2 separate regions of the Mus musculus genome follow, and region 1 is linked to region 2. Evidence: chromatin contacts called from public HiChIP or PLAC-seq data. All regions are on one chromosome and are shown on one strand. Each heading gives the region's core, a stretch centred on a gene start, on an enhancer-like site or on the middle of the called end of the contact. The rest is flanking DNA. Distances are from core to core; before and after follow the strand shown.

Region 1 (5,974 bases), core at 3,220-5,719, 43 kb after region 2:
CCCCCAACAAGACCAGGGTCTCCAGGTTACACCCCAACAAGACCAGGGTCTCCAGGTTACACCCCCAACAAGACCAGGGTCTCCAGGTTACACCCCCAACAAGACCAGGGTCTCCAGGTTACACCCCCAACAAGACCAGGGTCTCCAGGTTACACCCCCAACAAGACCAGGGTCTCCAGGTTACACCCCCAACAAGACCAGCGTCTCCAGGTTATTACCCCAGCAGATCTCTATTACAAGCCCACCCCCTGCCTAATGACCATCAATGCAGAGGGAACTAGAAATTAAGTTTATGATATGACTCCCAGCACCAGCCAATTAGCTCTCCAATTAGATGCTTAAACACATGCCCCCCCCACACACATACTGCTTGTAGCTTTCTATAAAGCCTTGCCCCAATAGACATTCAGTGTGTGTGTGTGTGTGTGTGTGTGTGTGTGTGTTATGTGGTGCTGTGTTCACATGCTGGGGTAGAACTTGTGTGTATGTGATCCAGGGTGCTGGGCAGTAACCTCTCAGGATGAGCTAGTCTTTATCCAATTACTGGATTGGGAGAAATACTTTTTTGTTCTGTTTTTTGTTTTTAGTTTTGTTTTTTTCTAGACAGGGTTTCTCTGTGTAGCCTTGACTGTCCTAGAACTCGCTCCGTAGATCAGGCTGGCCTCCAACTCAGAAAGCCCCCTGCCTCTGCATCCCAAGTACTAGGATTAAAGGCATGTGCCACCACCACCTGGCTAAAATATTTTTAATGATTTAAAAAAATTCATGTGTATTATGTGTATGTTTTGTCTGCCTGTATTTTTGTGTACCACGTGTGTGCAGTGCCAAAAGAGGCCAGAAGGGGGCAGTAGTCCCATGGGAAACTGATGTTAGTGATGGTTGTGAGTCACCATGCTGGAACTGGGAATTGAATGTAGGACCTGCAGAAGAGCAGCCAGTGCTCTTATCTGCAGAGCCATCTCTCCAGCCCTCAGAGGGAGGAACCTTAAGACTGCATTCATATATAGTTAAACACTTATCCTTCATCACACTTTAAAAACATTGCTTAGATTTGATTTTTGTGTTAGAGTATTTCCCTGTGTTTATGATTATGTAGCATGTGCATGTCTGGTGCCCTCAGAGGGCAAAACAGAGTGTCAGATCCCTGGAACTAAAGTTCCAGACAGCTGTGAGCTGCCATGTGGGTGATGGGAACCATACCTGGGTCATTTGCAAGAACAAAAAGTGCTCTTAGTTGCTAAGACAACTCTCCAGACGCCTTCATCACACTTTATTAGGAACATTTTGTGGGGCTGGGCACTTAGCTCAGTGATAATAAGGTGATTTCCTGACAAGTGCAAGGTCCCCAGTACAAAGTGCTGGGGTGGGGGGTGATGTACAGGGAAGGACATTTTTACAATGTTATGCTGTGTGCCATTTAACTATAGCTTCGAATTCTAACGGAGTCAACATGCATTTCCCCTGCCCTACCCCCGTGATCACGTCCTCCTTGCTCTGCAGATTGGAAAGGCAGGATCATTTTATTCCCCCCCCACCCCGCCCCTGACTTCCAAGTGGGTGACTGGATGACAGGTGACTTCATGTATAGATTCCAAGTATAGATTCTTGGACTCTGCCCTCCCCGCACTGTAGCTCCACACTGACAGGCCTCCACATGGCCCAGGGCTCCAGCTGGGGGAGCCCTTTCTTCTAGATGACCTGATTATAACTAAGTCTTTAGAGCATCTATTGTGTGTGTGAGGTACCATTCTGGTAGCTGGGAAACCATACTGAAGGATCCAAATTCCTTTAACTCTAGGAAAGGGAGACAGCCAACAATAAACAGAAACAAGAAAGTCCTAACAATCCCATGGTGAGGGTGTTACAGGAGAAGGGGGAAAGAGTGACTGCCATAAATCATTGGGTCAGGTGACATTTTTAGCAGAGGTGGGGCAGCCAGTGGCATGGACATCTGGAAGAACAGCATTCCAGGTAGAAGAAATGGTATGTGCAAAGAGGAGTAAGATTGACGGGTTGTTGGAAGGGGACTGAGGAGGCCAGAGAGGCCAGAGTGGAGGGAGAACAGAGTGAGGTGGGAGGACTAGGGGGAGGGTGAAGGAGGCCCAGGTACCGGTGGTTTGCAGGGTGACTTGACTTTCACTAGTAAAATGGAAACCACTGGATGGGCTGAGCAGAGGGCAACGACCCCAGCAGAGCCGAGTTCCAGGAAGCATTCAAGGAATATTGACCATCCCTCACAGAAGGAGGGAGTGGGAAGGACTTCTAGGCGTGACTGAGATTCCAGGCGCTCCCTCCCTCTGTTCCTGCAGTAGGATGCCCCTGGGGGTGCAGGAGATCACAAAGGTTTGGAGGCTAACCCTAAGGGGAACTCTAGCTATGCAGCTATAGGATGGTCATCGTCCACGCTGGGGTGACCCTTTCTGGTGATTGTCTCCATGCTCCAATAAACTTGCGTGTCTACCAAGCCGGAATCGTTATTTTGGTCTATCGTTAGCAAGCATAAACATTGGTTCACATCCTCCAGGAAAAGTGAAGTTATCAAGGAGTCAGAAGAGGCCCCTAGTTATCAGACACACAGACTGAGTCACACCCTGACTAGCTCTCAGCTGACAGACCTTGGCCTCTCCTGACCTCAGCTCCTCTCTAGGAAGTATTTACAAGGTTTTAGCTGTCTCCCTCCCTGAGCTGATCCCACTTGTAAAAGCTCTGTATGGGCGGGGTTAGAGGGGAGTGGTGGGATGCGGATGTAAAGAGGTCTGAATGTGTAACACAGAATCATCTATCTCTAGAAGCCCATGAGAAGGGTAGGCTCCAGTGCCTATTTGGCATCCACCTATTCTGAGCCTTAGACTCTTGCAGGCTCAAGGAAGAGGAGCGTCACTGTGTCTTCTCAAGTGCAGGCAGAAATGGAACTACTACTCCCCACCCCAAGAATCGGACCTGTGGGTCACACACTGGGTCCTGTTAGTTCTTGGGAACTTTGCTGGCTCTGCTCCTGGTCCCCACATGAGCATGAGACGCCTCTATTCCTACCCTCAAACCCTCTGCCATGGTCGGATTCTACACTATTTACATCCTGCTCTTTCTCTCTCCCCACCAATCTAGAAGCTGTGGTGCCTGGTGGGGGGCTTCATCTGTTTGCTTCAGTGTTGTGTTCAGATCTCCACGGCACCAAGTAAGGGCACTCCTTTTTCACAGGCAATAAAACAGAAGCCCAGACAGACAGACAGACAGACAGACAGACAGGAAGTCTGAGCTGCTCAGCAACAGTGCAGATGTCTGTTCTCCAGCTCAGTTCCTACAACAGGGGCACTGAAGAGCACAGGCCCACACCCAGGGGCCTCCAGTCTCAGGCTCCTCTTGTCTCTACTCCACCCTCTAAGAGAACTGCAGAATCAGATCCCAGTCCTTGATGTGACACTAGCTCCAGGAAAGGCTCCTAGGACAGGAACAGGGGCAAGGGACAACCTATTAGTCATTAATGATAGCCAACAGCGATTAGGTCTAATAGCAACAGCATCCAGAAGCCTGAGGCAGGGGAATCTCTATGAGTCTGAGGTTAGCCTGGTCTGAAAGTATGTATATAAAATAATACTTTCAGTGTACCAAATCTCATTGTCATTTTCCAATACTTCCTCTCTCTCTCTCTCTCTCTCTCTCTCTCTCTCTCTTTTCTTTTTTCTTTTGGTTTCTTCGAGACAGGGTTTCTCTGTGTAGCCCTGACTGTCCTGGAACTCACTTTGTAAACCAGGCTGGCCTCGAACTCAGAAATCTGCCTGCTTCTGCCTTCCAATTGCTGGGATTAAAGGCATGCATCACCATGCTCGGCATTCTTTCTTTCTTGGTTTGTTTGTTTGTTTGTTTGTTTTGGACAGAACATCAAGCCTTGGTTAGCCTAGTATTGCTTAGACCAAACTGGCCTCACCTCTGGTGTGCTGGGATTAAAAGCACATGCCACTAGGTCCTGCCTTCACTAAGATTTTCTTCCAAGTGAAGGCAAGGTCAACGGATCAGTGGCAGAGCACAAGTACTCCAGTGTGGCCCACCAGGCTCTGGCTGTTCTTACACAGATGCACATGTGCCGAGAGGCAGATGCCACGCAGCTGGCATATCCAGTCTTGTGCGCTAATCCTGCGTGCCTTTCGACCTTACTTCCACATCTCTGGATTCGGATCATTAAGTGACTAATCTATAAGGTTGCCACGAGATAATATATTCAGAATTCCTGGCCCCAGAACAAAGTTACGTTGTCAATAAATGTTAGTTATTGATATAGTGATTATTCTTTTGAGTGTTCCGACGCCCAGGAAGGAGGGCTGCAGCACGGTAGTATCTTTGCGTTGCCTGAAGTGAGGACACACCACAGGGATTGTTTGGACGACACCCAGCCCAGAGTTCAGCGGACCAAAGCTTTTGAGACTGTCTCACGCTCCGCCCCTCTAGACTTTTAACAGAAGCACCCGAAGCCGGCGCAGGCGCAGACAGCACAGACTGGTCCAGGCCTCCCGCAGCTGGTTCCGAGGTGCTAGCCCCTCCGTGTTTGCGCATGGAGGGGCGCGTGAGCTCCGTGGGCTCGCCCCACAGTTTCCTCAACGCTCCCGTGCTTTTCCGCGGCCCCGTGGAGCCCCTAGTCTTCCTGGCCAACTTTGCCCTGGTTCTGCAGGGACCGCTCACCACACAGTACCTTTGGCACCGGTTCAGCACGGAGCTCGGCTACAATGGCACCCGCCACCGGGAGAACTGTGGGAACCAAAGCGCGGATCCCCTCATGAAGGTAGCAGGGACCAGAGCAGCTGTGAATACGGAGCGCGGCACGGGGCGGGGCCTGTGGAAGACGGGGTCCCCGAGGGGACGGGACACACGTGGCGTGGTGGGCGGGTCAGACCAAAGGGGGCCTGCCCTGGCTGGCTGCCTTGTGCTGGAGGTGTACCTAGAGAAAGCCTGGCTTGGAAAGTTATCTAGTGTAGCGACGGAGGGAATGCTTCTCCAGGGCCTGTTTTTACAAGTTGAAGGAACATTCCAAGAGGCTTAGGGCTCTAAAGCAAGGCTATAGCTCCCAGGATGGTGATGGTAGCTAACCAAAGTGAGGTCCTGCGCACTAGTGATTGTGTCTTTACAGGAAGTGGAGACCCTGACATCTCACTGGACCCTCTACATGAACGTGGGAGGCTTCCTGGTGGGACTCTTCTGGTCCACCCTGCTGGGAGCCTGGAGTGACCGCGTGGGTCGCCGCCCATTGCTGGTGCTGGCCTCTCTTGGTCTGCTGCTCCAGGCCGTGGTGTCCATCTTTGTGGTGCAGCTAGAACTGCACGTCGGGTTCTTCGTGCTTGGCCGAGCTCTTTGTGCCCTTCTGGGAGACTTCAACGGCCTCCTTGCTGCTAGCTTTGCCTCTGTGGCAGATGTTAGCTCTAACCACAGTCGCACCTTCCGGATGGCTCTGCTGGAAGCATGCATTGGTGTGGCCGGGACCCTGGCAAGCCTTCTCGGGGGTCACTGGCTCCGGGCCCAGGGTTATGCCAACCCCTTCTGGCTGGCTTTGGCCCTGCTGATTGTCATGGCTCTATACGCAGCATTTTGTTTTGGTGAGACGGTGAAGGAGCCAAAGTCCACCAGGCTTTTCACGCTCCGCCATCATCGATCCATTGCCCGGCTATATGTGGTTCCAGCCCCAGAAAAGTCCAGGATGCATCTAGCCCTGTACTCTTTGGCCATATTCGTGGTGGTTACTGTGCATTTTGGGGCTCAAGATATCCTGACACTCTATGAGCTGAGCGCACCCCTCTGCTGGGACTCCAAGCTGATTGGCTATGGCTCAGCAGCCCAGCACCTACCCTACCTCACCAGCCTGCTGGGCCTAAGGCTTCTGCAATTCTGCCTGGCTGACACCTGGGTGGCTGAGATTGGCCTGGCTTTCAACATCCTGGGAATGGTGGTCTTTGCGTTTGCTACCATTACACCCCTCATGTTCACAGGT
Region 2 (6,464 bases), core at 2,565-5,064:
TCCTCCTGTCTCCACATCCCAACTGCTGCGATTAGAGGACTGTGCCACCATGCTCAGAGTGCTAGAGAGTAGTAAATCCAGGGCCTCATGTATGTTAGGCAAACCCTCTCTGCCCATGGAATGACATCCTCAGCCTCAGCCAGGATCCTTTCAAACAGGGACTGCTCTGTAAATAAAACGCCGGAGTGACTAGTGTGATCTGACGGGGGTGGGGTAGGGAGGGTGGGGCGGCAGCGGCGGGGGTTTTGCCCTGAGCTGCATCGCCAGGCTGTGGTTAGTGGGTAGCCATTAGTGGATGCACGGTGTGTTTTCCATTTATAGAAGTCTCAACTTAGGATGAGTTTACTAGGATTGAGAGGCCAAATCTTTTAAGTTCAGACTCCATTTTTAAGAACCTGACCTAAGTTTGAATTCAGGTAAACTAACAGGTCAGTACCTAGCATTAGTTTCCAAGTTACACCCCCACAACAAAACCAGAACCTAACTCCAGTCTCTAGACTGACCCCCAACAAGACCAGCGTCTCCAGGTTATTCCCCTACAGGTTTACACCCCCAGGTTACAAGCCCACCTCCTGTCTAACCAATACAGAGGGAACTAGAGATTAAGTTTATGATTTGATTCCCAGCACCAGCCAATTATGCTAAAGGCCACAGCAGCTTTCCAATTAGATGTACACTCACCCCACCCCCTTGCTTGCCGCTTTCTAGAAAACCTTGCCTGATAGATATCCCGGGCTCCTCTTCTCACCAAGAATCATCCTGTGTGACTGCCGGCCGGTGTGCCTGGGAGCCCAAGCTAGCTCGAATAGAATAAAAAGACCCTGCGGTGACTTGCACCAGATTGGCTCCTGTCTGTTTTGGGGGAATCACTAACACTTCCCTGGCACTACAGGATCATAATGCAGACACTTTGGGAGTGTGCTGCGGGGACTGCTGGTGTGTGAGTAGGTGGGGGAAAGTGGACCCTTCAGAATGGCTGGAGTCATGGCTAGCATCAAAGGCATTGAGACATTTCTCAATGAGACGATGTGAAAAGTCTTCTGAGGTGCCAGGCTGAGCTTTGGTTTGGATCTGGATGCCAGGCTGATTATAGAGAAATATTTGTGTGGACCAAATACCCAAGACAGTTGGCTGATACAACTGTAGAGGTCTGGAGTAGGATCCTAGACTAAGGTCTTGGGGGCAGGGAGGTTCTTGTTTTGTTTTTGAGGCAAGTTCTGACCACTTAGCCCCGGCTGGCTTTGGGCTCATGATCTTGCTACTTCAGCCTCCCAAATGCTGAGATTAGAGGTGAGTGATACCACACCCAGCTAAGAGGGATGCTTTTCCAATTATGAGACAGTATACAATTACCTGGCCAGGAATCAGGAGGGGTTGGAGTGGGTGTGTGTGTGGGGGGGGGAAGACAGGAAGGATGCTGGGAAACCTGCCGAGTCTGACAGAGAAGGAGTCACTGTCTCTCAGACAGAGAAGGTGTCACTAAAGTCAAGTGAGGGCAAAGTGGGTGTGACCATCTGGGACAAATCTTGCTGCAGGGTTGAGGATGGGTCTTGGGTTAGGACCCTGGAAGCTAGTGGGACTCTGGATAGCAGTGTCAGGAGTGAGGAAAGAAAGCACACACGTGTGTGTGTATGTGTGTGTGTGTGTGTGTGTGTGCACGCGCGTGCAGGCACACTCTGAGGCTTGCTATGGTTATAGCAAAGGAATGGTTATAGAAAAGGAAGGCAGGCTCAGAGAAAGAGTGACTGTGACCTGCAGGGTCTTGACAGTTTGCCATGAGAAGCATAAAATCTGGTTTATATGGTGATGGGCTCAGTCAAGCAGGGAAGGAGAAATTGACCACAAATTCTTGTGTAGGATAGGAACCCAAGGTCCAAATGAGGGCCTGACCTCTCAGGACAGTTGATTGAGTCAACAGAGGGCAAGCAGAAGCAGGTGGCAGGGCCAGGTACAGCAGAGCAAACCCTGGAGCTTCACACTCCCGCCACTGCACACCATCCTTTCACCAAAAGGCACAGCTTTCTCGAAACAACTCAGCTTCCCTCTGCCACGTGACCCCGGGGCAAAACAATGAATCTTTCTGAGCTATGTGTGCCTCTCCCAGGATGGTGGTGGTGTCACACGTGTTCCAGCCTGTCCGAAATCTATCTGAGCAATCCCCCGCTTAGAGACGCCACTTGTCTGAGAAAGGTTATCTCCAAAATCAGTCTGGCCTTATCACTGGGCAAGTGTTGGGGACCGTATCCTGAGCCTTCTCCCTCAGAGATAACGCAAACCCAAGGCCTTCCTGGATTGATTTCCCCTATCTGTAGCAACAAGTAGTGGCTCATTGGGCAGAACCAGGGGCGTGGGATGGTCCATGGCCAAGATTCAGTGTCAGTTTTGGAGACAGCCACACCGCTAGTTCTGCCCCCACCCATCCATGTCCTTTGCAGAGGCAGCTAGACTTTGAGGCTGAGGTCTGAATCCCTCTTGGAGCTTCCTTTCCCAAAGCTCTAGGATACTTTCATTCAAATCTAGGGATTCCCCCCACCCCCACCCCCATCCCCCGAGACAAGGTTTCTCTATGTAGCCCTAGCTGTCCTGGAATTCACTCTGTAGACCAGGATGACCTAGAATTCACAGGGATCCACCTGCCTCTGCCTCCTAAATTTTGGGTTTGAAGTTGTGCACCACCACTAACCTAGCTAAAATTTAGGGATTTTTTTTTTGTCTGTGTTTTTGTTAGTTTTGATGGTGCTAGGGATTATTAAACCCCAGATCTTGCACAAGACAGACAAAAACCTTACCATTGATTGGGTTGTATCTCCAGACCTCCAAGCTAATTTTAAATTTGTCATATAATGCCCCTCCTCCTCCAGACACGGTCTCTCTACGTAGCCAGGGCTGTCCTTGAACTCAAAGATCTGCCTGTCTCTGCTTCTGAGTGCTGGTATTTTAAAGGCGTGTGCCACCACACCCGGATTTAATGTTAATTTTCTTACAGAGAAACCACAAAGGACATAGAAACCAAGCTCCAAGGCACCAAGTTCTGTCCTGGGACTTTGAATAACTGACTTACCTTCCTTTTCCCCATCTGCAAAATGGGACAGTGGGACCTGGCTCATAAGATGAAGCACAGAATCCCTCGATGCCCGTCACAGGCGCGGGTGGGGGGTGGGGTTTCAAGTGAATAACCTCTTGAGATGGGAAGGAGGCAGGCACCTTGTGCTCTGGCTGTGCACACTGAAAGGGGTCCCCCTCAGTGGCCACCCGTGAGACTGCAGGTGAGTCATTTATCTTAGTTTTATCTTCGAGGGCACAGCTGCCTGAGGCCAGCTCTCTCCTACTTATCCTCTCAAAAGCTAGTTACCCACTTGGCTCTTCCTGTCCCTGGCTGGCACTGAGCTCAGCGCTAATGGGCACACAATAGTCAGATAAACTCATCTGTCGGCTGCATTTCCTTTATGCAATTGGCTTTCTGACCACAAACCAGCAGGCTCCAAAGTGCCCTGCGGAAACCACCCTTGGCTCTCAGAAAGACCAGGAGGTGGTGGCTTCACTTTCTGGGGAAGGGAGGTGAAAAGGAAAACCTAAGGATGCCCCACTTTGACCCTGACGTCACCCCTTGAGTCACTTATACTGAATGAGACCCACCAGTCCTTACCTTAGTTTGGACAATGAGTGGCAGAGGCAACAGGAAAATGGGCAGACATAGCACAATCAGGTAGGAGCGATAGGCCCATAGTGCCTGCCAGCAGGTGGCCATGGTGAGGACCAGCCTGTCCCGGCAGCTGCTTCCAGGAGCTACGAAAAAGACTGAAGGTGTAGCGCACAGCAGGTGGCCTGGGGCAGCTTATATAAAGCCAGAGGAGTGTTAACCATTGACCCACCCTGGCAATCAGAGTGTTTTTGGAATCAGGAGGTGGGAGTAAGGAGGAGGGACCTGCGGGAGGAGTAACAACCAGGAAGACTTAGCGGGAGCCAGGGAGGGTAAAGACAAGAAATAAAAGCTTCGGGTTACTGGAGGAAAGCAGCCCAGATTTCACTCCTTCTGGACACAGAGACTGCCGGGGGAACCGGACTTGGAGTCGGGGCTGTGCAGAGCAGGAGCTAAGCTCTCTTTCCAGGCCAGCCCACCTCTCGCCTTTGATTTCCCCAAAGCCAAGTTCTCAGCTGAGCAGTTGACACATGACCCTTGGAGCTGGGCGTTACCCCTATCCTGACTACCCAGGCATCCCATCCTTGGGAATTTTAAAGCCCAAGATCCCTACTGGGAGGCCTGGGGGCAACTGGCCAGCCAACCACAAACTTGCCCCCTCCTGCTAGGTATCAGGGAATCTGTCAAAGTCACAAGTTCTTCATACCCTTAGCACAAGACTGACCCACTGACTTGACCTGGCCACTGGCCGCTTCCTCATTCTGCAGTAATCCTTTCCTGTATATGTTGAGCATCGATGTGTGGTAGGTAGACAATAAAGATTATTATTTTTTTTTCAGAATCTTCCTGGTCCCCACCTCTTGACTGCCATGGAAAAACAGCAAATATTGCTTCATACGCTATTTACATACTCAGCCATTCCTCATACCTGTCATCCACCCAACAAACCTTTGGCACCAATCATGGGCAGCATTTGGTGCTAAGGATACAGAAATTAAAAGGCCATACATAGGTGGGGTGTGATGTTCCCAGCATTTAGTCCAAGCTGGACTGTGTACTGTTTCATTGACCGCACAAAACACTAGGTGTTACAGTTCCACTTTACAAGTGGGGAAACTGAGACCTGAACACAGAGCTGGGTAGACTTCAAACATGTTCTGTGAGTGCCCTGATGTGGATGCCAACCCAGGGTGGAAGCTTGGGGAGAGAGCACTGGAGACACCCCAAAAAAGATGCCTGGAGGAGAGCCTGTGTGTGTCCCGGCTCTAGATTGGAGTCATAGGCAGGAGGAGGGCAGAGTGGGACCGAGAGGGTGTCGGGCAGGCTGATGTATGTGCTGCTGGGGACCGGGGTGCAGAGTGTGGTGTGGAATACCTACTTGGTTTGTTTTTTGTTTTTGGCTTTTTCTCTTCTTTTCTTTTCTTTTCTTTTCTTTTCTTTTCTTTTTTTTTTTTTTTTTTTCTGAGACAGGGTTTCTCTGTATAGTCCTGGCTGTCCTGGAACTCACTCTGTAGACCAGGCTGGCCTCAAACTTAGAAATCTGCCTGCCTCTGCTGTGCTGGGATTAAAGGCGTGCGCCACCACACCCAGCTTGGAGTACCTACTTGGAAACAGTCTCTCAGGTGCTCTTGCCCCTCCTGGCCCTATACTGAATGCAGCAGGTGTTTGATGGGTGTCTCTGATATTATCACAGTGTGATCTGTGGGTGCCAGGGTAAGAAGGAAGGGTGCCAGAGAGACCTTTCAGGTGGGAACACAGTCTGACAAAGATGTATAGGGCTGAGGACAGAAAGGCTCCTTGGAGCCGGGCGTGGTGGTGCACGCCTTTAATCCCAGCACTTGGGAGGCAGAGGCAGGCGGATTTCTGAGTTCGAGGCCAGCCTGGTCTACAGAGTGAGTTCCAGGACAGCCAGGGCTATCCAGAGAAACCCTGTCTCGAAAAACAAAACAAAACAAAACAAACAAACAAACAAACAAACAAACAGAAAGGCTCCTTGGTTGGAAGCTGCCCCTCCCAGGATAGGACTGACAGCTGTCACTCACCTTGTCAGGCTGTTAGGACACCCACGCACTCCTGGCTCCAGTGAGGGGTCTGAGTGAGAGACCCTCAACGCTTTGCAGAATGGTTGCAGCCGTGTGCATGGGTCTAGGTGGCAGAGCCAGACAGGATGGGAAGTTAAACAAACAGCAGGCAGCTCCCAGCCTTTACTCCCACAGAGCTACTGAAGTGAGCAAGAGGCAGGAAGATGGAAGACAAAGAGTTTCAGACACACAGGACAATACCCAATTCTAGTTTCTCTAGAAGAAAGCCTCTCCCATGGCCCAGGGCTCTGGAGGAGCCACTGCTGCCACCAGGCTGGATTCTCTTCCCCCAAGAGCAACATTTACTGCTTATAAACCACATCCCGATTCTCCTCCACACTCCTAAAGCATAGAGCACAGGCATGGCTTGTCATAGCACGTGAATCTGTGAAGCTGGGCTCATTTCCAGTACTGCCCTTGGCTCACCCTCCATTGCTCTGGACTACTTTGGTAAAGCTGGGACAAAACTCAGCATTTCCAAAATAGCTGGCTACTGTTTTCTGGCTGCTGCCAATAATCCTCTTCTGTGCCATGGACTTTGCTGGCCTTGGTTGATCCTCTGCCTTCTCCTCCTCCTCCTACTCCACCTCATTTTCTTTTGGTGTGTATGTGTGTGTGTGTGCGAGTGTGTGTGTGTGTTTATACGTGCATGTGTGTACATGTGCATATATACATGTAAAGGTAGATGTGAGTGCTCACACACATGTGAACAGAGATCAACATAAGATGTCATTCCTTAGCAG

What was found. HiChIP or PLAC-seq counts read pairs in DNA pulled down with a chosen protein or histone mark.
Region 1: an HNF4G HiChIP or PLAC-seq map of pancreatic cancer cells shows a contact between it and region 2. The contact joins the promoter of Slc46a1 here to the promoter of Slc13a2 in region 2. A contact is called at or near these places in 1 of 39 promoter capture datasets (macrophages), 3 of 484 Hi-C or Micro-C datasets (the G1E-ER4 cell line, brown adipocytes and muscle stem cells), 3 of 115 datasets of contacts at active chromatin or transcription factors (embryonic stem cells and pancreatic cancer cells) and 2 of 9 other capture datasets (adipose tissue and pancreatic islet).

What each region holds. Positions count from the first base shown.
Region 1 is chr11:78,461,232-78,467,205 of GRCm38.p6, forward strand. It overlaps Slc46a1 (solute carrier family 46, member 1), which reads left to right and starts at 4,470. Exons shown (of 5, transcript NM_026740.2): 1 at 4,470-4,774; 2 at 5,120-5,972. The coding sequence starts at 4,547.
Region 2 is chr11:78,418,420-78,424,883 of GRCm38.p6, forward strand. Slc13a2 (solute carrier family 13 (sodium-dependent dicarboxylate transporter), member 2) reads right to left here and starts at 3,815. Exons shown (of 12, transcript NM_022411.4): 1 at 3,647-3,815. The coding sequence starts at 3,748.